Regions from separate parts of the Mus musculus genome. Here region 2 is linked to region 1. Evidence: chromatin contacts called from public HiChIP or PLAC-seq data. All regions are on one chromosome and are shown on one strand. The core of a region is the stretch at or near the end of the contact, and the rest is flanking DNA. Distances in the headings are between cores, read along the strand shown. Region 1 overlaps Ube2ql1 (ubiquitin-conjugating enzyme E2Q family-like 1). Region 2 overlaps Gm36019 (a long non-coding RNA gene).

Region 1 (4,101 bases), core at 1,149-3,648:
TGTTGGAGTATTCCCAAATATCACCAACAGTCTACCTCTGTGGCCCAGGATCAGGCTAGGATCATCCTTCCTTCTGGCTCCCAGCAGAGATGGACAGAGTTCCTGTCTCCAGTGCCCCACACTCTCCTCTGCAGAGTCCCTGTCTCCAGTGCCCCCCCCACTCTGATCTGAATTCTTCTCATTTGACAAACCTTCTCCCTCTTGCCTCCTTGCAACTTTGAACTCTGCAAGAATGAGGCAGGCATGGTTTCATCCATTTAAGACCACAGAGAGTAGCAAAGCTGCCAGAGGTCTGGCTGTATCTCCTAGATGATCTAGATGCTCAGCTGCCCAAATGACCCTAGGCATCTTTCCACACTTGGCAGCCATGGTTTGCCAGCCCCAGACATTTAGGAGATCCTCCATATACCTCACAAATCATAACTTGTCAAGATAGCTAAGGCTCAGTTCTCTGTGTGTGCATACATATGTATGCAAATGTGTGTAAATAGAGGTGTATGTATATATATATGTAAGGCATTTGTAAAGTTAAATGAATGTTTAAAATACTTACATAAATTTTTATTCAAATAGAATGCACATATATTTATATCTTAACTTCAGGGTGTTATCCCCAATGTTTGCAATATGGCAATTAAAATGGTCTTTAGATTTTCTTTCTTCCTCTAAATGCAACTAACCCTAAAAGGCAATTAAATAACAAATGGCATAAGGGGATTTTGTCTGTTGCTATTAACTTTGGCCATGAACCCTTATGGTGGTAATAGTTTAATGAAGAGATAGATGCCCCCACCCTCAGTTCCATCCCTCCATGATGCTTTATGATAAGGTTGAAGTGGCCCCTGTGTTGGTCTTCAGTGAACCTGGCATGATAGCACAGGTCTTTAATCTTCACATTTGGGAAGCAGAGGCAGGCAGATGTCTGTGAGTTTCAGCCAGCCATGGCCACAAAGCAAGATACTGTATTTTCTATTTTTCTATTTATTTATTTATTTATTTAAATTAAAAAGAGTGCAGACTTTGAGGATGCAGGTACTAAGGGGCTACCCTGCCAAGGGGCTGCCCTGCCATTTCCATTCAGTGTGTGGACCCAGTAATGAATGCAGGATTTCCCCCCAGAGATTCAGAATTACCCAGAAGACATAGCATCTTACCAATAACCTGTCAAGAGACCTGTCCCTCCCAGGGATCATCTCTAAGAAGCTGCCTCTGTCCCCCTCTATTGGTCCACAGCAGTCCAGGCACCAACAAGCCAACACTAGTTTGTTACAGGGATTGGTATTACCCCATAGCTCTTTCTGTGCTGTCAAAGATTTGTTTCTTCCTGAAAGGGTCAGAAAGTTCCTGGACAGAGTGACAGTGTGTGGGGTTGTGGTGGCATATTGGTTGTCTGATGTCTGTAGCTCTTGAGAGGCTTCTCTTAGTAGAGAAGATCCTAGGTTATTGTTCCATGTCTATGCAGCAGTGTAGCTTGAAAGTAAGAGAGTGGGCATTCTGAGTTTCTATTGTCAGAGGGCCTGGATTTTCTCTACATTCTCCTGTGCTCATGTGAGCTACATACAGGAACACAGGGCCACCCCTGCACAGGGGTCTGGAGCTCACACATCTTTCTGCATGTATCCACCAACCTTCTTCCTGGTCAGTTACCATCTTTAAAGACTGTTAGCTCCCACCCCAACCCCACCTGAAAGAACAGGAGTACTATGGAAGAGCTGAGCAGACAGGTGGGATCCTCTAGCCCTCCCATGCCATCAACAGTGGGCACAGAGCCCACTAGGATTGTCCTAGTGTGCATAGTGAATGGACAGTTCTAGTGCGCATAGTGCAAATACTGTCCTAGTGTGCATAGAGCACGGACTGCCAACCACACAGGGTGCTGCAAGAAGCTGGAGGAGAAGAAAGGTGCCATAGGACTTCAGGGCTGCTACCTTTCAAACGTGCTAGTATTATACAGGTGCTCTGAGCACCTTGGGCTGGCTCCAGAGCAGGCGATAGACCCAACACACAGGTTTTTATGTTGCCAATGAACCGGGGCAGAGATGCAGGTAACAGCTTAATGAGCGTTGCCAAAACAAGTTGGGGACCTCAGCGTAAAACAGAATGCTCTATTACCTTGAAATAGGCTCAAGGTTGCAACCACTGAGGTTCCAGCATGGAGGTGTACAAGCCTCCAGCGTTAGCCTCTGTTGGTGGCTGCTGGATTATACAGCCAGGCATGCCATGGAGCAGGCTTGTGGAGAGAGACTGTTTCACCGAGAAAGAGTATTGAGATGACTTGTGTTAAGAGCATCACACCCATTGAAATGACTGAGAACAAGCACTTTGGGGCCTTTGAAAGCAGGGTGGTAATCTGCTGAGTCATCCGAAACCCTTGGGATCTGAAACTGTTGGCTCCCCCGCCCCCTCCTCACAGCCTGGAGTCCTGGCAGGGAGGGGAGGAGTCTTCATTCTCGCTGAGTGGATGCTTGCTTCTGCGCCTCCAGCCTGCCACTTCATTAGCGCCTCATTAGCAGACACTGCACAAAACAATCCAAAGGGTGTTCTGGGGCAAATGTATCCAATGGTTACAGCATCTTATAGAAAGTTTGGTCGTTAAAAAAAGTTTTTCAGGGCCTAAAGGTCCAACTTTCTGAGGGCGGGGGGCAGATGGGGGACATCACGCTTTAAGATGGTGTTTAGGGCTTGCCCTCTGGGTCACAGAGTTGCTGAATCTTTGCTGCCTCCAACAGAACACCGCTGTGCTTGCTCATTAGGGAAATGGGCAGATGCAGAGAGGTTCAAGGCCAAGGGCAGAGGCCCGGACTAGTGTGTTCCTGAGCTCAGCTAGTTTTGGAGAAAGGGCTGCAGGAAGTCAGTACCTGTGAACACACAACACATTTGTGTGACCTTTAGGGCATGGTATGGTCTCCAATCCACTGGCTAATGGTATTGTTTCCTCAGCAGGAAAACTTGGTTGAACTTCTCAACAGTCATCCCACTGTTCTTGTTAGACACTCCCTGCTACCAATAAATAAGCCAGCGACCCCACTCCTCAACTCCAAGGATTACAAATCTCCATGTCTGTCCCCCAGAGTCTCCCTAAGGTAGCCTCATGTCTAAGCCCTTAGAACAGTGGCCAGCATTGACACTGAAGTTTCTAGGTTCTTGAAAGTCTAGGCTTGCCTAGGGCACCAAGAGCATCAAGAAGTATCCACGTCACGTGTCCACATTCACTCAGCCATGACATCCATCAAGAACAGCAGTGATAATCACTACGTGGCCTCGAACTAATCAGGCGTCTGTCCATGTAGTGAGTTGGCCTAATGTTATTTGTATTCTAATGTTAATTTGGATCCCCCCAAACTGTCCTAAAGACAGATCCGTATGTAAGGTATTGAGGGACCCTGTTCCCTGTTAATTCTGATTGGTAAATAAAGATGTTACCAGCCCATAGCTAGGGAGAAGAGATATAGACAGGGTTTAGGTTTCCCAGGTTTGGGACCATGAAGAAGAGGAAGGAAGAAAGAAGAAGAAGCCACCATGGGATAGAGAGGACATATGGGAGAGGAGAAAGAAAAACTGCCACGGGCTAGGGGCCAAGAGAACGTAGCCCAGAGGGCTGCCTGATTGGAACTAAGAGCAGCCCAGATGAAACATAGTAATAGCCTGGGTTATGGATAGGAGGTAGATTCTAACAGCTTAGAGGGTAGACAGTTGCCCAGCTACTGTGCTGTTCAAGGCATTTTAAAATGTAATGGCTGTGTGTGTGTGTGTGTGTGTGTGTGTGTGTGTGTGTGTGTGTGTGTGTGTGTGTGTGTATGTGTGTGTGTGTGTGTGTTTGTGTGCCTTTCATCCGGGAACATAAATGGTTTAATGCAGGAAGGAATCCCATTCAGGGATTTATGTATTTAATGCTACATGTCCACTTTCACATACACATTTAGACTCACTAAACCACACGACCTGAGCTCTGCCTGGCCATGATTTTTTTCTAAATCATGCTGATGTAGAACCAGCCACTAAGGGCCACTATGAATCCAGCCACTGCAAGAATTCTCAACAGTCACCCTGGAGCCCGGTCCCTTCCTGCTAAAGTAGACCTGTAGCAACTTGCTGCTGTTG
Region 2 (4,101 bases), core at 599-3,098, 270 kb before region 1:
ACCACTGCCCAGCAGGCTTACAGGTTTACTATCCTTAATTATGTATTTTCCTATTTTAATGCTCTTAATATATTACAAATACGATTTAATTATAGTTGTTTTGAAAGGAATGCAGTGGTTTTTTCTTCCACAGTGATGATGTACATTTGTGCAACTTACACACAAACAGTTGCAAGCATGTACATGCACACACATACATGCTAACAAAAACTCCAGCATAGAAGCTCTTCTTGGGTGGTATCCACGTGGTTCTGTTCCAAAGATTACTCATATATAAAAACTGATTCCCAAATGGTTTGGAAATCCAAGAATCGACTTTCCAAATCCAAGAGTCAGATTTCTGTGGAGGTTTTTTTTGGGGGGGAGGTCCTTTCATTTTGCACCATCTAGATTGCTACAGTTATGGCAAACTTGGAGGGATCCCCAATCTGGGGGATGGGGAAGCATTCACAAGAGTTTCCTTCCTCTCCAGTCTCCTGATGGGTCAGTCTGAAGACATCCTCCATTCTAGCAGCCAGCAGCAGCACGAGGAGGAATGAGCAAGATCAACGAGTTCATATCTAAAATATGTTTCCAAGTCCCATGGTGAAGCATGGTGAATAAACACACTTTGTCCTGCACACTGTGGGTTGTCAGCAGAAGGATGGATGAAAAGGGACCAAGCTGTGCTCCCTTCCCTGGGATGTGGAGAGGGTTGGTGACAGCCACTCCCATGTGGGGTGGGTAGGAGGGGAGGGGGCAAGCCTTCCTAAAGCCTGCAAGCTGGAACTGCTGCTGTAGCCTCCTTGCTTCTGGCCAGACGCCAGTCCATTAAGGGCACAGACTCGAGATTTATTCCTATGCTTGCGTTATATCCACACATAAAATCTGGCCCTGAAACCACAGACCAGTGCCAAAATCTGTTTGTTCCTTTAAGTTTTTGTATTTATTTTAATTAAGTGCTAGCAGAATGCCATTTACAGTGGCATATTGAATACCTTTGTTAATTAACCACACCAAACCAGGGAGACAGGCTTCCTCCGCATTCTTTTAATTAACTGAAATATGAAATAGTTCAAGGACAAGTTAAGCGATGGTTTCTTTATAGATGGGAGAGGTGGGGGCGGGAGGTGGTAGAGAATATGTCCTTCACCAGCGATTAAGCAGAGTTTTGATAATTCACAGGTCTAGCTGGATATATCTGTTGTAGTCATTATCAGAAGTAAGAAAGATGAGCAGACGTAACACATTAAATATTTGGATTAAAAGAAGTCTTCATTCAATATGAAATACGGTAAAAAGCTTTAAGTAGCTTGAGTGGGCTTAATGTTGCTAATGATTCAGCCTCTTATGAATTAGAGAATCCAGACAGATGCCTGACATCCGAGGTTTGGTCCCAATGCCTCAGAGGTAGAATGAATTTTCAGGTTGCATATATTCTTTTCTCTGGGCTGCCATGGTTTTTTTGTTTCTCTATTGCCCATGCAAGCACCCCAACATGTGCCTTTGTAAAAGTCCATATTCCCTCCTGTGAAGCTGTTGAGACAGAGTAATTCTCCTGTGTATGTGGGATGCTGTTTCCCCCAAGCCCAAAGCAGCTATAAACCCATGTGGGTGCTGAAATGTTCCGCTCCTGGAGACAGTATTAAGCCTATCTTCAGCACCACAGTTAGCTCAGAGAACAGTGAGTTTGCATTGGCCAAAGAGCAGCAAGCCATTGAGAAACTCTGCCTTCCCCGCAGGAGAAAGGAGAAAGGCCAGACCCAAACACTACTGGCACACCATTTACTTCTTAAAGCCCTGGGTCACAGCCCCATTGAGAGTAGTCAGCTGCTGCGGCACAAAGGCGTCAAACCATTCACTTGCCAAAGGCACACACCCTGCAGAGGCTGCAAGGGGCACTTGTGCTTCCAGCAAAGGAAGGCTTGCTCAGGGGGCGGGGCATTTTGACTCCTGTTCTCGGCACTGCAGATAAACTCCTCCGTCACACACGTCACACGCTCTGCAGCTCTGAACCGCATTTTCCAGACACAAGCTGCCAAGTGAAATCCCTTCTATATTAAATTTTGCAGCCGTCCTAAGAAAGGGAGAATTATTTGCTGGGCTAAGGAAATGAAATATATTTTAAATTGAATAGCCTCATGAATATGTTAATAAAGACCCAAACAATTTAATAATGATAACAGACCTTGTCTTCATGTGGCCTCTTTCTTCCAGTAAAGGCTGACAGCACTTAGCCGGGGGTGGAGAACATAAGGGCCTTGCTCCACAGACTAATGAGCACAGCTTTCACTCTGTGTCTGAAACAGGCAGTGGGCACCATCTTGTCCACTGCCTCTCTCAACAGGATGAGGGTTGAGTTCCTAGAAACTGGAGGCTCTAGAACTCCTCCATGGGGCTCTCCCTGGTTCCTATCTCAATGATCCCAACCATGAGAGGGACTCACGTGTCTGCAGCACCCAATGGCAAAAATGGTGGACATGTAATCTTCACCTACTCTGTTGCCTTAGATAGGATGGTGTCTTCCTCAGCTCAGGTTCCAATGCAGACCCTCTGGACCAGCCGTGGCACACCAGCTCTCTATGTTCACTTCTATTTGAGGGAGAGGCAGATGAACAGTGAAAACTAATATTGGCAGAAGTGTCCAAGGGGCAAATGTATAGGCAAAAGGGCAAGAAGGAAGAGGAAGACCCATCAAGGACCTGGGGGTAATGGGCACTCAACTTCAGGTATATTGTGGGCTTGTCCTGAGCAGGACAAGGTGATGGTGAAGAGGACAGAAGGACAGAGTACCCATGAGCACCACAGACCTCACGGCTTACAGAAACCATGAGTGAAGGAAAGGTAGCAGGGATGGGTGGACAGGTAAATAAAATCAGCATCATGCTGTAGTGGCCTCTTCAGAGCTGGTGTCCATGCAAGTCCTCAGGCCTGGTTGCATCCCACAGGAGTTGCTGACCTCCCCTGGGGAACCCCTCTTCTCACGTTTCTTCTGAACTATGCTTTCAGTTGCAGTGCAAAGGGATGGAACACACACAGTTCCATAAAGAACTTCCCCTCTTTGCCTCACTTGAGCATGTTCTTGGGCATCTATGACTGAGCAAAGACCCTCCAACAACTTAGAATATGTCCAACTCTAAGAAAAAAGCAGCCTCCACCATCAAGCCACTTCCCGGGCCCTGAGGTGTTGATTGGACGGACAGGAATGAATGAAAGGCTGACAGAAGAAAGCCTTGGTCATTAGAGGAAATATTCATGTAAGGTTGCTGCTATATCCCACATTCCAGTCTATAAACAACTGCCAGGAAATAGTGTATCATGGACACATACACACATAGAGAAGGAGGGAGGGAGAGAGAGAGAGAGAGAGCAAGCAAGTGTCTGTAATTTTAGAGTTTCTACTGAAGAAATGGTGTTACAGTTGGGATCTAAAGTACTCTTCCTGATTGAGCCGTTGGGAGATGGTACATTGTGCAACTATTATATTGGTACACTATCATGCTTGCTAGAATTCACTGAGAATCTGGTCCTGCAAACAAGGTTTCTCACCCATGGCTTCAGACCCAATCCTTTGGTCTCAGAGTGTCCCCTAAAGCCATTTGTGAGAGTGGTGTTCCCCAACACCCCCAACTCTGTGACAGGGGAACAGCAAAACAACCCAAGTATAAAAGCATGGGGTCCCTGTGTACAGCCAGGAGGAGAACCATTCCAACCAGAGTTACTAATGCTTAGCCCATGCTATGAAAATGGCTGCCATGCCAAATGCACACAAGAGGAGACCGCCCAGTGGGGAACTCCAACTGACCACCTCAGCTTCCCCAAGTCCACTGAGTGTTACCATCTCTAACTGCTGTTTGTTCTTTTGGTTAAAAACCTCTCCAGAGGGCACGTTGTGCTCTGCCCAGGACTCTCAGTTGAGAGCTTCAGCTGCCTACCTCAACAGGGCTTGCTCAGTCAGTCTCTCTCTGCTGGATCATGTGTGATGTTCTGCAGTCTCTGCTGGATCATGTGTGATGTTCTGCCGTCTTCTGCTGGATCATGTGTGATGTTCTGCAGTCTCTGCTGGATCATGTGTGATGTTCTGCTACCTGCCCAATTGTTTCTTGTTATTTTTTTTAACTT

What was found. HiChIP or PLAC-seq counts read pairs in DNA pulled down with a chosen protein or histone mark.
Region 2: a contact with region 1 is called in an H3K4me3 HiChIP or PLAC-seq map of embryonic basal ganglia, with 2.3 times the contacts expected there. The contact joins two enhancer-like sites. A contact is called at or near these places in 2 of 484 Hi-C or Micro-C datasets (the C10 cell line and embryonic stem cells), 7 of 115 datasets of contacts at active chromatin or transcription factors (bone marrow-derived dendritic cells, embryonic basal ganglia, embryonic forebrain and 2 more) and 1 of 9 other capture datasets (embryonic stem cells).

The regions. Positions count from the first base shown.
Region 1 is chr13:69,716,733-69,720,833 of GRCm38.p6, reverse strand. The region is part of intron 1 of Ube2ql1 (ubiquitin-conjugating enzyme E2Q family-like 1); the gene reads left to right. Among named protein-coding and RNA genes, the nearest start is that of Gm35618, 21 kb to the right of the region's middle. Within about 2 kb of position 2,398, at least 31 of the 459 cell types and tissues checked have an H3K27ac peak or open chromatin away from gene starts, as enhancers often do. A contact at or near this core is called in embryonic basal ganglia, where this site is marked.
Region 2 is chr13:69,985,163-69,989,263 of GRCm38.p6, reverse strand. It overlaps Gm36019 (a long non-coding RNA gene), which reads right to left. Exons shown (of 4, transcript XR_382628.3): 2 at 3,915-4,067. Among named protein-coding and RNA genes, the nearest start is that of Gm36019, 3.6 kb to the right of the region's middle. Within about 2 kb of position 1,848, at least 40 of the 459 cell types and tissues checked have an H3K27ac peak or open chromatin away from gene starts, as enhancers often do. A contact at or near this core is called in embryonic basal ganglia, where this site is marked.